3 separate regions of the Mus musculus genome follow, and regions 1 and 3 are each linked to region 2. A link is a contact called in public Hi-C and HiChIP or PLAC-seq data. All regions are on one chromosome and are shown on one strand. Each heading gives the region's core, a stretch centred on a gene start, on an enhancer-like site or on the middle of the called end of the contact. The rest is flanking DNA. Distances are from core to core; before and after follow the strand shown.

Region 1 (2,700 bases), core at 6-2,505, 55 kb before region 2:
GACTCCTCCATGACCCGAGATGAGGCAGTTCTCACACCTTTCTTCACCACATGCTATGTACTCTCTTGACCTACACTTGTGGCCTCCTGCCCCGGCCTGAGATACCACCGTGAGATTTCTTATTTCAAGTAGTAAGTTTATGATGTGGCCAGATGTTTATTACAACTTCAGAATACATCAGAGCTCGACAGTTGTCCACAGTGCTGCCTAGGCTGCAGTGGAACTCCAAGGCTCAGGCCTTTGGTTCTGTCCCTCTGTCCCTCTGCCCCTCTGCCCGTCTGCCCCTCCCTCCCTGTTCCTTTCTCAGTTCACAGCAGCCCTGAGGGTCACCTCTACAGTTGCCTATTCTATGGGGACATTGCTCTGTTTCTGGGAGATGTGACTCTTCTTAATGAGGAGATGCTTCAGCCTGAGGATTTCTGAGAGTGCCTGCAGAACGCAGCAGAGAACATGCATCCAGGGCGGGTGGGCTGACACAGCTGCGGCAGGCTCACTGGTGAAGTAGAAAGAAAGCTGAAAACTCTGGCTCCCGAGCTGTCAACTTTCTGTGGAAGGGTATTTATGGGAACACGAATACTCCAGTTCCCTTGGCCTGACAATAATGCAGAAAGCTGAGAATGCAGGGTCGGCTAGTCCAGGTTAGGCACTATGGACCCGGTCCTAGAAGCTAGTTCTGTTTTGCCTCCGTCTGCCCCAGCAGTGTGTGCACATTTTTCTCCTGAAGAGCACTTTCAGTAGAGGGTGGCAAGTGGCAGCGGGGCTGAGAGCTGAGGAGACCTCACTTGCACTCAACACTTCTCTAGAGAAAGCCTTTCATCTGACTGGCTCAAAGCACCCGTGAGTGATAATTTACTCCTTGGGACATCTCCTGGGGAGGTAAGTGTGTTGTCTCATGGTTTTGTTTGTTTGTTTGTTTTGTTTTGTTTTGTTTTGTTTTGTTTTGTTTTGGTGTGTGTGTGTGTGTGTGTGTGTGTGTGTGTGTGTGTGTGTGTAGATTAGAACAAGGTGACATAGAGTTATTAAACGATCCCTTCAGTGAGCATATCTCTAATAACTGGGACCGGTTTACTGAAGTGGGAACAGACACCAGAGGCTGGGGCAGTGGCAGAAGTCAGGCCCTGCCACCTGGCTACCTTTGCCAACCCATTGCACACCTTCCCCAGTAAGTAGTGAGCTTGCCACTAGCCCTGGTGCCTCAGTGAGATGCTCACAAACCCAGGAAGTCAAGAGGGAGAGAAAAGAAAGAGAGTACACAGCAAGAAATAGCCCAGGACGAGGTTAGAGGCTCTCTCTGGCTTCCTGTAAGTGCAATCCTAACAAGCCACATGCGAGGGAAACCAAATGTCATGTGAAGCAGTGAAATTGTCACCCTCAGGAGGGCTGGGCCCCAAGGCGAAAGGTCAGACTGATCCCCTCTCTAGTAGGGCTGAGTTCCCTTACACTATTTTTAGCAACTCCTAGAATTTGCCAGCTATTTTTAGAAGCTCCTCGAATTTGTCACCTCACCCAGATACAAGAAGAGCCGAAGAATTACAGTTTGTCCTTCGACTGAAGGCAATGTCAGGCTTCAGCTGATGGACCTCCGAGAATTGTACACAGGTCAGATGTTAATGGTGACTCACACTGGAGCCTCTGACAGTCAAAGGACTCGACTCAGGTGGAGAACTCAGCAAGTGGTCATTACCCCACCTGCATGGCACAAGGTCAGCCTGGTGCTTAGCAGGGTGGACCTTGAAGCCTTGAGCCCCACCTCTACCTCCTTTTCCTCGTCTGCAAATGAGAGCTTGCTGTGACCTACCTCTTGCCGAGGTGGTGGTAAGAGTGTGGACTCACTCTTAGGAAGTATTCATGACCAGCAGCTGTTATTATGGTCTTTTGTTGTTGTTGTTGTTGTTCTTTAGGTTTATATTTTTAGAAAACTAAGAATGGCCACAAGGATGCCAATGGACAATCAGGACGTCGTGCCTAGGTCTGAAAGCCATACCATTTCTGCTGATAGAGAGCACCCTGGGAATCCTAGTCATGGGCTAGGCTCCGGGGTTCTGCGGGTTTTATTTGTAACATCTCCTGGGCCATTGGTAGGGTGGCCTTGGCTGGCACAGTCTGTCTTGGACCCCACTCTCAAAGATCTTCCAAAGATCTGCCTTGTGCCCTTACAATGGAGAGCCTGAAGCAGTGACTGAAATATTTCCAGTGAGCCATGTGACTCTGATAAGACTAGCAGTCCTCTCTACAAAATAATGAACATGGGCTCCACGTTTATTCCAGTGTTTCACATTTCCCACAGCACAGTAGTTTAACCTGTAAAGAGTCACCCTGAGTTAGCATCTACTGAGCCATTGCTACCAGGGAAAGCATGGGTTCCCTAAGCCTGTGGTCACAACATTTTTGTCAACTGACCCATGTAGTGCCATGTCCCTGTATGCGTCTGTATAGAGAGTCTGTCTTTATACACCATATACAGAACAACATTGTAAAATCATTGGTTTATTGGCAAAGAACTAGTGACTGTGTCTAGGTACTAGGTGGGTGGCTCAGTGAATAAGAACACTTGCCACACAAACAAAATGACCTGGATCCCCAGAACTAATGTAAAGAAGCTGCGCATTCCTGGAACTCCAGTGTTGGGAGATGGAGGCAGGCTGATCTCGGGAGTCCACTGGACAGCCAAAGTAGCCAAAATGGTGAGATGTCAAACTT
Region 2 (2,700 bases), core at 8-2,507:
GGGTTGCATCCTGCCAGCATCCTTGAGTACCAGCCTTCCCGAGCTCCCATGGACCACAGGAAAAGAAAAATTGGGGAAGAGGGAAACACCCAGCAGTTTTGTTTGTTTTTTTAATCCGTGGGCATCTCGAGCCAGATAGAAAAATTAAAAACAAAACATATTAAAAAAAAAGTCAATAGAATTCCCTGAAGAGAATTCCTTTAGGAGCCCTCAGCCACAAATAGCACTTTCTATTTAAATGTGAAAGTGCATGAATTCCCAGAAGTCACTGAAGTGGCACAGTTTACTGTAACTAAAGTTATACAGAAGACTTGGGGATCCTCCTCTTATCTGCCCTCGGAAAAAGTCCTTTCCAAAGAGGAAAAGCAAGAAAGATAAAACAGCCTCTGCAACGTATTCCCACATAGACGCCGCAGATAAAAATTAGGAATAAGGATAACCATGTTAGAACGCGCGCTTGTGAAAATGTAAACACAGTACAGCGGGAGTCCCTCTCCGGAGCTGGTCTTTACAATTCGTCCCTAGATAGGACGCTCCGAGAAGGGGAAAGATGCTTACTTGTCCTTGTCCCGGGTACAACTTAAACTATCTCATTCTTATTTAGTTCCAACATGTAAGGTCATGTGGAACAAACGATGTTAAATACAAGTGAAAACCTAAGTCAACCCGGGATAGTTACAGTAATGTAAAGGCAGCGAGTGGCGAAGCGGACAAGAACCACTACTGAAATTTCAGTGAATTGACAATTATGTCTAGAACTGAAAGGGTTAATGATTCATACGGAGGAAAAAAGTCTTCTAAATGTTTGACAGTGCTCCGCGTACTAAAACAGAAGCGCTGGTTTCTACTGAGGCTTCATTCTTTTTTTTTTTTTAAAAGGGGGAGGGGGGAGAAAAGAAAAGTTAAAAAAAAAAGGAAGAAAGAAAAAGGGATAAAAGGTTTCAAATCGTATTAAAGACAGAATCTGGTTCCTTACCAAGGTCGTACCCACACGTTTTTCCAAGAGAAGATCCAACATCTGAGATAAGCCTCTCTCATGTCCACCCAGTCCACATCCTCCCGCGTCCCTGCCGGGCTGAGCAGTACTGACGCGCACCTCGGCGGTCCCTCCTTTTCTACGGCCGCGGGCCGGGCTCGCTCCGGGCGGACAGGTGCTGCGCGCTGCTCTTGCGTCTCCGCGACACTGGAGGGCCGAGTGTCACTGCAGCAGTGTCTGTGCGAGCGAGCGAGTGAGCGAGCGACTGACTACTCTTCCCCCTCCCTGCCCTGCCGCAGACTTCTTTACCAATACTGACGGTCTGATTCACTCCTACCAGCCGCCGCGATGGGGGCGTGGCCGCACCTGGCCAGCCCAGCCGTGCAGCGTGGGGTTCAGGGCTTCCCCCCACCGACTGCGACCCGCGGCAGCTTCCTCTGTTTGCAAATGGATTTCAACAAGGACTGGGAATCTTCTTACTTCCCTTTGCAGGCGCTTGCCCTCCATGTTTACCCACACTACGATTGTATTCTAAGTCCTCCGGATCGCTAGCTTCCTGTCGCGGCAGAGCGGGGCGGGGTGGGGGACTCCTCCTCAAAAGAAAACCCTAGTCACCTAAACTCGGTGTCTCAATTACAGGATCCGACGTACTTCGAAGGAAAGAGCTAAAGTATTTTGGCAGCACATGCAATACAATTTCGCTGTGTAGTCCTGGAGTCATTGCCAATGAAATAAATATTCTAAGGCGGTTCTCCTCTAGTATTAAACGTATAGGATTTCATTTCTCCTGCTAACTGAATACATTCAGCTTAGGTAGACCTAACTTCCTCCTTTCGACCATTTGGAAATAGGGAAACAGGAAAAAGTTATAATCATATATACTGGTTTTGTTGTCCCTGCCTCTCATGCCCAAACCCACAGCCAGGCTTCCGAGCGTGTGCGTACAATGGAGAGTAGGAATGCTTCCCAGTTAAAAAGGGGATGTTGGGCTGGGGGCAGTGAGTGGAAAGCTGTTGGAGGCAGTAATTAGTGGGGCTCGTTCTGAGCCTGGCCGGCTTTTCCTTCAGCCCCAGTCTGTCTTCTGGAGAAGGAAGGACATCCTGTGATGATGGCATACAATGTCCTGTTTGTTTATTATTAAGAGCGTGGACCTTGCATTCCTGCTTCTCATTACAAAACAAACCAGATGCGGTACTTCCTTCAATGGTCTTTTGCCTTCAGCAGGGATCCTCCAATTCACAGAAACAATGCTGCTAAGGGCCCATTTATAGCCAGCATCCCATCACAGCGACTTTTTAGATCACAGAAACTCAAGTCTTCCCCTTATCTTGCTTGCCTCATCGCAGGTTCCCCTCACCCCCACCCCCATTTTTAAAAATCATCTCTCCCAAAAGTTTACGATGTGGTATCTTTTCTAGTATTCTAAACACACGGGGCATACACACCCACCCACATCCAGATCCACACCCACATTCACACACCCAGACCCAACCTAATGATACCAACTTAGTCATACAATGAAGTGGACATTTGAGTATTTGTTTACAGGAAGAAATGAAACACAGCAAAACAAAAGCCCAACTCAATCATAAAGACAGGCTTGTTCTTCTGTTTTCCTTTCAAGAAACTTTCCCAGAAAAATTTTTTTGGGGGGGAGGGGTGTGTGGAAGGTATCACAGAAAATGATATGTGCATCTAAAAAATCCTTCTACAATTTATGTAGT
Region 3 (2,700 bases), core at 137-2,636, 41 kb after region 2:
TCCCAGTTAACCAGCGTGTCCATCATGAGTGGGACATATCCCAGTTAACCAGCATGTCTATCACAAGTGGGACATATCCCAGTTAACCAGCGTGTCCATCATGAGTGGGACATATCCCAGTTAACCAGCATGTCTATCACAAGTGGGACATATCCCAGTTAACCAGTATGTCCATCACAAATGGGACATATCCCAGTTAACCAGCGTGTCCATCATGAGTGGGACATATCCCAGTTAACCAGTATGTCTATCACAAATGGGACATATTCCAACTAACCAGCGTATCCATCACAAGAGTCTTATGAGAGAGGGGGTGGGAAAATTATTTGAAGAAATAAAGGCTGAAAATCGTCAAGGTTTGATGAAATGTTTTATATACAAGGATCTAACTCTAAATGGCTAAACTCTAAATGCCAAGTTGGATGAACCCTGGGAACCCACATCAAGATTTATTATATCATGAGATGCCAGTTATCACATATTAAAAAAAAAACTAGGATAGAGTTGAAACTAGGAAACAAAAATTGTCTTTATATATATCCTCTTTTGCAATTCACAGAACCTTTGGCTTGCCTCCTGTCCTTCCTTATCAACTGATATTTCTTTTTCTTGGTCTCCTTTCTAGGAGTTATACTATACCCATACTTACACGCTTATAGATACACATGTATGCATTATAAGCTAGGATTCAAATAGGAAGGAGAACCTGGGCACGTGCTTTATAATCCTAGCGCACCACTCAGGAGGCAGAGGCAATAGGATCTGTATGAATTTGGAGCTTTTGGACACCTTAGTGTAAGGAAAACTGAATAGAAACATAGCCCTATCAGAAGAAAAAGAAACCCTCGGCCCTAAATGCGAAGACATTCAGTTAAAAACAAATCAGGAGAGAAAAGTATCGTTGAAGGTCTTCAGTATGAACTTAGTGACTGAAGGGGAACGTACACAAGGTCTCCCCAAAATATTCCCCCTCCTCTGTGCGAAGTGCTGACCCTGTCTGGAGGCAAGTGAGTTAAGATAAAGTCACTCTTTGCAAACTACTCATGGCTCACATGTCCTGAACTCACTGAAGCTTGTAAAAAAACAAAAACAAAAAAAACAAAACAAAACAAAAAAACGGTCCAGGATCCAGTGGTGGGATATGGTGGATAGTCAATACAACAGACAGAGGCCATTTCAAATGGGTTAAAAATACCAATGTTAAAACAACAAAACAGAGACGATTTCCTTTACTCTCCTTAAAAACAGAGGTATGTTTTCATCTGGAAGACATTCCTAGATGATGAAATCCAAGTTCCTCTTTTAGAAAAGAGTATACACTACCGAGTACTTATCTGGTCCCTTTAAGAAAAAGCCCACAGCTGCATTACCCTCTGCCCCTCTGCACTGGTCCTCATCACTATTTCTCCTTGCAGTCTGTACTTTACAACCGTTTCTCTCCCTGATGGAGCAGATCTCTCCTTCATGCCCAAAGTGCCCTTTGAAGTCTGCCCTCCCTTTAGGGCTTTGGCGGAGGTATTCAGACCACTCACACAACTCCAGCAGAGTTCCTGGACCATCCACGTTCTGTCGAATACAGTTGTTTCATGTGGCCCGTGATTTACTGTCTTAATTAATGCTCAAAAGAAGAAGAGTGTATCTTTGGTGGAGTTTTCCCCCCTTCTTTCCACAAAACAGGACTCTTGGGGTTTCTGTGGACATTGTGCAGGATGGTTTTGCCAAATGGGACGAGGCATGGTTAATACTTTTCCTTTATAACCTTTGCCATAAATCAGCTGGCACTCCGTTTGCACAAGCGCAGCGATTAATGTCCTGCCCCGCCCCCAGCACTTCCCGAATCTTAAACAAAGTTGGAATAAACTGAGGCTGAGCAGAGCCAGTGGGCCCAGTACGTCAGTTTAATGAGGTCTGAATAGATCACACAGGGCATATTGTGGCAGAATGAGGTGGGTGGTGGGGATGCAAATCTCAGTGATGTGAAAGTGGGGGAAGCGAGGGAAAGAGAAGATGTAGGTTTCGGTAGGTGGTGCTTAGACTCGGACACGTGTCTTTGGTAAAGGGAGCACGTCTTACATTCTCTCTGCCATTTGCTCGAGCTTAACTGCGGGACATGTTTAGATTTATCACTGTTTCCCCTCTGTGGTTTTGCTCTTCCATGTTCCCCAACACATGGGAAGTTTATTGTTTGCTGCTTCGTACTTGCTCTTACTCTCTATCCTCCTGCCTGCAATCAGATATCTCCAGATGCCAAAAGAATCCCCTACAGGAGAGAAGAAAAATAAAGAACTGCTTATCAAAGGCCCGGACTCCTCAGAAGCTAATTCTTAGGCCCCACCCATCCTTGGTGGACAGAGTTCTTTCAGTCCACCCTTTCCCATAAATCCATGTTCCTCCCCTTCCATCGATCACATCAGAGAAAGGTATGTCGATCCCTTTTCTGCTCAGTAAGTCAAATGCATGCATAGGATTGTACCTTTGATGAAAGCTATACAACAAGGCAAAAGGAAACAAGCCTCTTCAAAGGAGTCATCTCAGTGGGACTGAGGATTTGGTCAATGGTAGCATGCTTGCTCCACCTCAAAGCCCTGTGCTGAGGGGGCGAGGTGAGGTAGAAGAAGTATCCAATGACTTATTTCCCTAATGTCAGTCCTAAACTCACAACAGACCACCAGGAAGAAGTGACTGTTACCAGAGTTATCT

Evidence for each region. Hi-C and Micro-C count contacts between places; a contact is called where the count stands out from the background. HiChIP or PLAC-seq counts read pairs in DNA pulled down with a chosen protein or histone mark.
Region 1: a contact with region 2 is called in a BATF HiChIP or PLAC-seq map of CD8 T cells, with 8 read pairs. The contact joins the enhancer-like site here to the promoter of Prdm1 in region 2. A contact is called at or near these places in 1 of 39 promoter capture datasets (macrophages), 21 of 484 Hi-C or Micro-C datasets (CD4 T cells, CD8 T cells, the G1E-ER4 cell line and 9 more), 9 of 115 datasets of contacts at active chromatin or transcription factors (CD8 T cells, bone marrow-derived macrophages, embryonic stem cells and 1 more) and 2 of 9 other capture datasets (adipose tissue and liver).
Region 3: a Hi-C map of uterus shows a contact between it and region 2, with 1.8 times the contacts expected there. The contact joins the enhancer-like site here to the promoter of Prdm1 in region 2. A contact is called at or near these places in 1 of 39 promoter capture datasets (macrophages), 4 of 484 Hi-C or Micro-C datasets (cerebral cortex, muscle stem cells and uterus), 3 of 115 datasets of contacts at active chromatin or transcription factors (the SCID.adh cell line and embryonic stem cells) and 2 of 9 other capture datasets (adipose tissue and pancreatic islet).

The regions. Positions count from the first base shown.
Region 1 is chr10:44,402,211-44,404,910 of GRCm38.p6, forward strand. No RefSeq gene overlaps it. Among named protein-coding and RNA genes, the nearest start is that of Gm35028, 24 kb to the right of the region's middle. Within about 2 kb of position 1,256, at least 23 of the 459 cell types and tissues checked have an H3K27ac peak or open chromatin away from gene starts, as enhancers often do. A contact at or near this core is called in CD8 T cells, Th1 cells, Th2 cells and 2 more, where this site is marked.
Region 2 is chr10:44,457,491-44,460,190 of GRCm38.p6, forward strand. It overlaps Prdm1 (PR domain containing 1, with ZNF domain), which reads right to left and starts at 1,258. Exons shown (of 7, transcript NM_007548.4): 1 at 977-1,258. The coding sequence starts at 1,018.
Region 3 is chr10:44,498,270-44,500,969 of GRCm38.p6, forward strand. It overlaps a transcript of Prdm1 not described here. Among named protein-coding and RNA genes, the nearest start is that of Prdm1, 41 kb to the left of the region's middle. Within about 2 kb of position 1,387, at least 6 of the 459 cell types and tissues checked have an H3K27ac peak or open chromatin away from gene starts, as enhancers often do. A contact at or near this core is called in uterus, where this site is marked.